Regions from separate parts of the Hordeum vulgare genome. Here regions 2 and 3 are each linked to region 1. The links are chromatin contacts, called in public Hi-C maps. All regions are on one chromosome and are shown on one strand. The core of a region is the stretch at or near the end of the contact, and the rest is flanking DNA. Distances in the headings are between cores, read along the strand shown. Region 1 has its middle 270 kb from the start of LOC123398065. Region 2 holds the start of LOC123398065 (amino acid permease 3-like). Region 3 has its middle 11 kb from the start of LOC123400216.

The links. A called contact is a pair of places that touch in the nucleus more often than the background predicts.
Region 2: a Hi-C map of seedling shows a contact between it and region 1, with 5 times the contacts expected there. The contact joins the promoter of LOC123398065 here to the enhancer-like site in region 1. A contact is called at or near these places in 3 of 6 Hi-C or Micro-C datasets (leaf and seedling) and 1 of 1 datasets of contacts at active chromatin or transcription factors (embryo).
Region 3: a Hi-C map of seedling shows a contact between it and region 1, with 2.2 times the contacts expected there. The contact joins two enhancer-like sites. A contact is called at or near these places in 3 of 6 Hi-C or Micro-C datasets (leaf, seedling and an unstated tissue).

Annotation. Positions count from the first base shown.
Region 1 is chr5H:246,199,980-246,202,679 of MorexV3_pseudomolecules_assembly, reverse strand. No RefSeq gene overlaps it. Among protein-coding and RNA genes, the nearest start is that of LOC123398065, 270 kb to the right of the region's middle. Within about 2 kb of position 1,404, at least 3 of the 3 cell types and tissues checked have open chromatin away from gene starts, as enhancers often do. A contact at or near this core is called in leaf and seedling, where this site is marked.
Region 2 is chr5H:245,934,172-245,936,871 of MorexV3_pseudomolecules_assembly, reverse strand. LOC123398065 (amino acid permease 3-like) reads right to left here and starts at 1,429. Exons shown (of 3, transcript XM_045092574.1): 1 at 608-1,429; 2 at 336-478; 3 at 1-235. The coding sequence starts at 1,268.
Region 3 is chr5H:245,781,304-245,784,003 of MorexV3_pseudomolecules_assembly, reverse strand. No RefSeq gene overlaps it. Among protein-coding and RNA genes, the nearest start is that of LOC123400216, 11 kb to the left of the region's middle. Within about 2 kb of position 1,398, at least 3 of the 3 cell types and tissues checked have open chromatin away from gene starts, as enhancers often do. A contact at or near this core is called in leaf and seedling, where this site is marked.

The DNA of each region.
Region 1 (2,700 bases), core at 155-2,654:
CACATGGATAGAAAGAAATTGAAGGAGATCGAAGGGGATTCGGCTAAGCAAATCCTTTTATCAAATGGACGTTCGAGGTTCTGTGGGGTTTCTGATCCTCCCGGAGATTTTCCTCTCGAAACCTCCTGGATCCTTCCGTGCCAAACGAGACCTAATGGGTAGCGGATTTCCCGCCCATGCAGAACACTGCGACTGTGTGGCCTTTTTTGCCGTGCTATAAGTCAATATGAACACAAAGTCTTCATCCATAGCTCAGTTTTGTTCTTTTTGCCATGTAAACAATTCTGATGTCGAGGCCTAAAAAGTTTATCCTTTCTTGTGTCGAGATGCTGTACTTGTATTGTTGTGTGTTGCCGTGAATGAAGTCCACAAACCCAACTTATTATGGTATATCTTATGGCAAGGGTGCATTAACTATTCCCTTTCATCATCTATGTTTGAAAAAGAATTAAGTTAAGCATATATACCATGAGAACTTGTATAAGCTAGTAGAGTAGGGTTTTCTCACGTCGAAAACGACACGTAGAAACGGTGGTTGGAGTGCGTACAGATTTTGCTTGGGAGGGAACAAATGTAGGCCGGGACCTCAATCGAGAGCTAACAAGACGCCAGAAGAAAGAACATGGCTACGGTAGCTTACACGACCCGGCTTCTCCGTTTCTTTCGCCACTTGCACATCCACGAGTGTATGGTCCCTAGCGGAGAATCGATCGCAGCATTAGTTTTTTTTTTTTTTTGAGGGACGATCGCAGCATTAGTTCACTCGAGGCGGCTCGATCCACGGTTGTTCAAAGCTAGTCGTGGCGACCCGCCACCGTGAGGGTCGTTTATCGTGTGGGCCCAACCAACGAGGTATGCGTGGACTTTTCTTACTACCGTGGTCGTAGTGTTTGACTCTTAGGTCGCCGTGCGCTCGCAGCCGGAAGATCGCGGTCATCATATGGGCCCGGGGAGCAGCGTGGCCAGCCAGCACCCTCATCGGTCGTCGTCGTCGGTGAGACGTCCCGTCCGTATCTCGGCCGGTCGAGACTTGCGAAGATTCTCTCAAAAAGGTGACCAGACGAGCGGCATGGGGGCATCCGGACGTTATCTCCATGAGCCACACGGCTCCTGTCACATGAGACTTTGAGAGAGGCTGACCAGTGTGTGCGCGCGCTTAGTTTACATGCTAATCATGTTGGCAAAGCTCATTAGATAGCTAGTTAGCTAGGAATCTGTCATTTCGAGCGAACGAAGGAATCATTTTAAGTTTACACGTGTTAACACATTTCATCAATGTTTTAGACGTGACTAGTGAAACCAAAGAAACGAAATCATCAAATACGGACCGCTAAAGGTTTGCGGACGAGCTGGGCACGCACACATGCCACGGAGGCGAGCAGTCTTGGCCAGCTAGCGGGCGCGCGAGCTCCGGCCTCGGAGTGGCCGTGGGCAGGAGCCCCGGGTGGGGCGCGCGAGCTCTGGCCTCGAACCGACCGTGGGCGCGCGAGCTCCGGCCTCGAGGCGGCCAACTGACGACGCATGCATGTAAATATGAGAATGGTTTCATACTTGAACCATATTTAAACCATATTCATATATTTATCCCTTAAAAACATACCATACCCATTTAATGGCATTCTCAGCCCAACCAAAACTAAACCCATTATTTTTTTACCCAAACCAACTTAAACCAATACATAACCGTGTGTTTAAAACCCAATACGTAACTATGGATTTACTTTAATGTACATATAATTGCATGAATTGACAAGTTAAGAAGTAAATGAGATAGAAAAGGCATAAGTGCATCTATAACAGTTTGAAAATAAACTTATCCTTGAGATACAATCAACACACAACAAAAGGCAAAAAAATGCCCACGCCTGAATAGCTCACTAACAAGTGTATTAAAACAAAATTACTTAGCCAAAGCACAAGCAAACACTTTCAATTTTTATGTGGTATTTCCCCATAATACATAATTACACAGTGCATTACAACATGTATGTGGATTAAAGATATTTGTTCTCGATCATCGTTGGTTATTACACATAACCAATGTCTAGAAACCGGTTTGTACCCATAGTTTATAACCGTTTATAACCAAACTGTTTAAACTCACAACCAACTATACCTAAATTGGTTTCTTCACATATCCAAACCAAAAGCAAACTAAAAAAGCTCAACCCAATAAAACCTAAACCAATCAAACCCAAAGTAATAACCGAACCGTTACATCCGGTTTTCTAATAACCATTCCTAGGTTTACATGCATGAGGGAGCTCGGCAGCCAGCTACACACACACGTGGGGTGGGATAGTCAGCTGACGCATGCATGCCAGAGCTCGGCAGCTAGCTACATACATGCACATGAGGGAGCTTGATGGCAGCCAACACGCACGTACGAAGTGGCTCGGCGACCAGCCTAGACCGCACGCAGCGGGCGCTTGCACATCATGCAACATCTTGTGCTCAAATCAATTGGCATGGGTTGGTTAGGCTAACTCCATCGCGCAACCCTATCCTGTCCGGCCCCGTCCGTTTGGGGTAAAAGGGGCAAACCGGTCGGCCCAACGCGAGACCGTCCGGACCCAACCTGTCCGTTTTGTGTCTAGGTCGACCCATTTCGAGCACAAACTTGCGCGGGGTTTGGGTCGCGACGAACAACAAACGGACGCGCGCTCGTCCGCGTCAGGGCCGCGTGGCAGGCGGCCACCT
Region 2 (2,700 bases), core at 180-2,679, 270 kb after region 1:
AGACCTGGTAGGCGCCGACGAGGTGGACGACGATGGCCACGTTGGCGATGTCCAGCAGCCAGAAGGGCTCGTAGAATCCGAAGCCGGTGAGGAGGTTGTCGGGGGCTGCGTCGCCGAACGCCGCGTACCCCATGCACCCGCACAGCATGTAGAACACTGTCGTCGTCGCCACGCTTAGCCGCGTCGCCTGCTTCATCACCTTCGCCTCAGACGGCGGCGGCGCCCTGATCGTGTCCTGAGAAACACCCCTTATATATGTCAGTCCGCGGCAACAAAGGCAGAGCAAAACCCTCGTTGAGCAGAGCACAGGCCGGTCATGGCTAGCTTTTACGTACCTGGATTTCTATGAGGATGTTGGAGAAGGAGTAGGCGAAGGCGATGTCGCCAAATGCCTGCAGGCTGCGCCACACCTTCTGCGTGGCCGTGATACCGACGCCGATGCTGATGCCTGTGAGGCTGCCCTTGATTCCACCATTGGCTGCAATTACAGTATCGTCTTATTTTACTGTATAGGATTTCCTAACTTATTACGTAAGTACTGTATATAAGTTGAGAGGACAAAAAGAAAAAGAAAAAAAAAGGTATGCTTGGAGTTCCGACGACATACATATGGTTTGGGTGATGCCCAGGGAGAGTCCAATGCCGGAGTAGGTGAAGGACATGACGGCGGCGACGATTGATAGCCACCATATCTGATCGAAGTCGGGGATCTGCGAGAAGACGATCTGCACGAGGCCGAAGAGGATCATGTATGGGTTGCTGGAGCTCTTGCAAGGGTCGGCGTGTCCATTGGCATGGAAACAGTCGGCCCTCCTGATGGCCCGCATGCTGATGGAGGAGGCGATAGTGTAGCCGATGGCGACGCCGACGAGATTGGCGTACTGGATGACACCGCAGAAGATGACCTTGGGACCACCAAGGTTGGAGCGGACGGCGTCCATATAGGTGTAGTTGCGCTTCCCGGTGGCCGGGTCACCCGTGCGGTAGCACTCGGCGAGCAGGGTGGAGGTGTAGTAGATAACGGCGGCGAAGAGGAGCATGACAGCGGGGCCGGCCACCCAACCGAGCTGCGCGATGGCCCAGGCCAGCGATAGCACGCCGGAGCCGATGACGGCCGTGATGATGTGCGCACTCGCCGTCCAGAACGTGCCGGAGCGGCGTGGCCGGCCGTCGTCGTCCATCCATGCCTCGTCCCCGCCGTTCCCGGCCTCCACCGACACCTCCATTGGCGCCACCACTTTCTTGGCGCCGCCGTTGCCTACCGCCATCACTTAAATTGTGCTGCTATTCGACAATCCTCAGCTAGCTTGAGTTGTCGTGGAGAGAACTGATGGAGTTTGGTGCGTGTGACGGCCTAAGATCAGACTTCTTGGCGAGGAGGTGTGTGTGTGGGTGGGGGAAATGGGAGGGAAGAGGGGAGGTGTATATGTAGCCCCGTGTTTCCCATCGCACTAGCACTTGCACTTGCAGTGCTTCCGGTGCTCTCTGCCCAACTAGCATCGAAATTGACGTTAAAATATTAGAGCATCTCCAACAGCCGTGCATCGGATCTAAAAAATATGTTTGTCGCACGTGCTTTGGCTGATTTAGCGTGGTGATAGACGCTGGCTCCAACGACCGCGTTATAATGCAGCGTGCGTGCGTTGCTGGACGCCTAAAAATAAAGCGAGCACAGCACGCACAAATTACATATACATTTCAAAAAATAGGAGCAACAATGATCAAACAAACAAAATAAATCAACAATAAATAGTCATTACAACTCAAACAAATAGTTTATCGTTCATGAACAATACAATACAATAAATAGTCATTACAACTCAAACAAATAGTTTATCGTTCATGAACAATACAATACAATAAATAGTCATTACAACTCAAACAAATTTTCTCTCGACCCATAACCGAACCACCGTACTTCGGTTTTTTTATTAATATGCATAGCTATGATCATTGCAAAATCCTCTTCCTCTTCCATATCAAATTCTTCTTCGGAAGAATCATACGACGAACTCATCTACAATGTCTAATACTATACTATAAAAACTATAATTCAAAACATGCACCAAATTCATAAGTTTGAGCAATACATACCTTGTAGGCGTTTTGTCGAACACCTTACGGGCGCGGCGCGGCAGCGAGCGCTCGGGCGCTGTTCCTCGGACGACGGAGGCGCGCGAGGGCCGACGGAACTAGGAGGGGGTGGGGCGGAAACGCGGCGGCGCGGGGAGGCCGGGGAAGCGCCTGAACGGTCGTCGGGGGGCGCGGGCGGCGGCATCGGAGATAGGCCGGGGAAGCGCCTGTAGGGTCGCCGGGGGGCGATGGCGGCGCGGGGATAGGCTGGGGAAGCGCCTGAACGGTCGTCGGGGGGCGCGAGTGGCGGCGACGGCGCGGCCGGATGGGGGTGGAAGTGGGGAGCGAGCACGCGAGAGTGGAGGAGCGAGCACGCGAGAGTGGAGGAGCGAGCGCACGAGAGTGAAGGAGCGAGCGCGGGAGAGTCCAGCGCGCGGGAGCTGGCGCAGCAAATAAACGGTGCGCGATTGCGTTTCAGCCAGCGCGCTGAACTGCATGCCGCGCGCGCCGTTTTTCGCGCCCGCTGGAGCTACCCGCCGCGTTGCGTTAAAACGGATTATTTTTCGACGCGGCGCTAGTTTAACACGGCTGTTGGAGATGCTTTAATGAACAAACTGTGCTGGTCTA
Region 3 (2,700 bases), core at 149-2,648, 420 kb after region 1:
TTTTGAGAGTGTCTAAGTGCCTCAAAATAATTAAAACAGAGGCCTAAACAATATTTTCAGTGCTTATAAGTTATATCAATTCCCAACTGCTTCAATTAAATCACAAACCTTCTTTTGAGGCCTATTAATGCATTATAATTAATGGTGCAAGTTATATATTGTATAACACTAAAATACTCTTGTTTTAAAAAGAAAAGAAAAAAGGAAAGTGGATAAAAAAATTAAAAAAAGAAAAAGAAAATAAAACCACCTAGCCAGCCACAACCAACCCACTAGCCTTGGGGGGTATAAAACCCCCCACCTAAACCTAACCAGCTCCCCCAGCCTCACTCCCTCCCCACCGAGCCGCCACAGCCCATGAGGGGATCCTCTCTGCCCCTCGAGCCCTCCCTAGCGCCACCCACCAGAGCCCCGCCCTCGTTCTCACCCCTCGTTACCTCCCTCGCTCGCTCACGAGCCCCTCCCCTCGTAACGCCCATCGCTACTAGTCCCACCGAAGCCCCCACGAGCGAGCCCTCCTTGCCCGCTCACTCACCCCAGCGCCCACCACCGAAGCAACCCCCGAACCACCCTTAGACCCCACACCCACTAGGGCCCCCAGCCATATGCGCTCCGCCCTTCGGCCGAGCACCTCCACAGCCGGCCCCTCATCCGCCTCCCTCCGCCGTGGCTATCGTCCTCCTTGTCCCTCTCCGTCAAGTCCAGGAGCACCGCAGGGCCTGCCTCGACCTCCTTGAGCTCTGGATCGAACCGGAGCACGACGCAGCTTTGCCCCGTTCCTGTTCTTCAACCTCGGACCCGAGAGCTCAACGCCGTCAATCCCTTCTCTCCGAGCTCGTTCACTGGGCCTTCCTGTCAACGTTAGTGAGACCCCCTGCGTCTTTCTCTCCCTCTTTGCCCTCCCGTAGCCCCTGTAGCTAGCCGCCACCGTGACCGAGCTCTACCGTCCTCCATTCCGGATGTGCTCGTGCCGTGCATGCCTTTGGCATCCCCTGCGTGCAACTTGCATGCTCCAGGGGCTCCTCTGCGTCGGTCCCAAGCAGTAGATACGACACCCACGCGCTATAGCTGTTGTCTCGCCACTCGCCCGAACCATCGTCCGCCAAACATGGCGTCGACGATGCCACAGGTCACCCCAACTCCTCCACATGGCCGAAATGGATCGGCGAGAGCACCAGCTCGCGAACGCATCAAGAATCACGTGATTTGGTCCACCGTAGACGATTTCCGAGCCTCGCCGTCGTTGTTGTGGCTGCCGCCGGTGCGCCACCGCGTTCAAAACGTCGGTGTGTCGCTCACCAGTGGGGCCCAACCATTAGCCACCTAACCACAGGGCTAATCCCGCACTGACAGATGGGCCCGAGGCCATTACGTTAGGCAAAATAACACCAGGGTCAATTGGATATCCTCCTTTGTGACCTTGACACATGGGTCCCGCTGGGCCCGTTGACCAGTCAACTATTGACCAGTCAACTCATGCGTCAGTAGTTGAGTGGCCCCACCGGTCAGTCTTTGGTACCTCTGTGGGTGCACTGGACCGGGTGCACATACCACATACTTCATATTTTTTAATAATAATAATTACAGGAAATTTGAAAAAATATTTAAAACTTTGAAAATAATAGAAAATAAACCGTAAGTCGGATGAAAATAATTTATATATGAAAGTTGGTCAGAAAAATCCCATGAGTCCAATTATGCTACCCGTTCATCTGTCACATGCCTCTAGCCTGATGAACATGGAACTTTCCCCCTTTGGATATTTTGTCCAATAAATCCGAAGACCCGGGAAATATCGTGAGATATTTTCCCGCTTCGTCTGTAACGTTTAGTACTGCGTTAGACCACCCCTAGCACTGAGTATTGCCATGTCATGCATCGTGCTGCATCTGTTTGCTTGTATTTATTGTTTCTTCCCCCTCTTCTCTCCAGTAGGCTCCGAGAGTGACGCTGTTGCCGAGTACGACTACGCCCTTGATGATCAGCCCTTTGCCACAGAGCAACAAGGCAAGCAAACCCCCTCGATCATTCCTATATCGCCCATTTCTTTCTCCCCCATGCTTGCATTAGAATTTTGCTACTATTGTAGTTAACTCCTATATCTAATGCATAGCCTAATTTTGATGAACTGCTACTTTCATTACTACACCTTAAAACTGTTTATTATAGGTGGAGCAGTTATCCCCTCTGACCCTTAGTCCAGTTGCCCCCGCTTTTTCACCAAGTCTCAATCCCTCATCGACGAGCCAAGACCCGACACAACACTTACACCCCTTAGCTATACGACGCTGCAGAGCTACTATCGGGTACCGAGGGTGACACCTCGCCAAGTACTCATGATGATACCTCTGTAGTGTAGCTAGTCGGCCGTGGTTATCGAGGGTGATTCCTCCTTCACCACTCCCGACGATGACTCTGTCGTGCAACCCCTCAAGTATGAGACCCTCGAGGGTGATTCCTCTAAGTCCACCTTGACGGATACATCATTCAGAATCCAACGAGGGTGATGCCTCGGATCCCCTTGATGTTACAACCACACATTTACTTGACCGTGTTACTGAGAGCATTGTTGAATAAATGTTAGGTGGGTGGATTCCCGCGTGGATGTGTCGATGAGTTAATTAAGATGTTAATGGATTTGGGTATTTGATCTGGGTTGGTCGGAGACCTTATTACGCACTAACGTGGGAGAAGTTATGG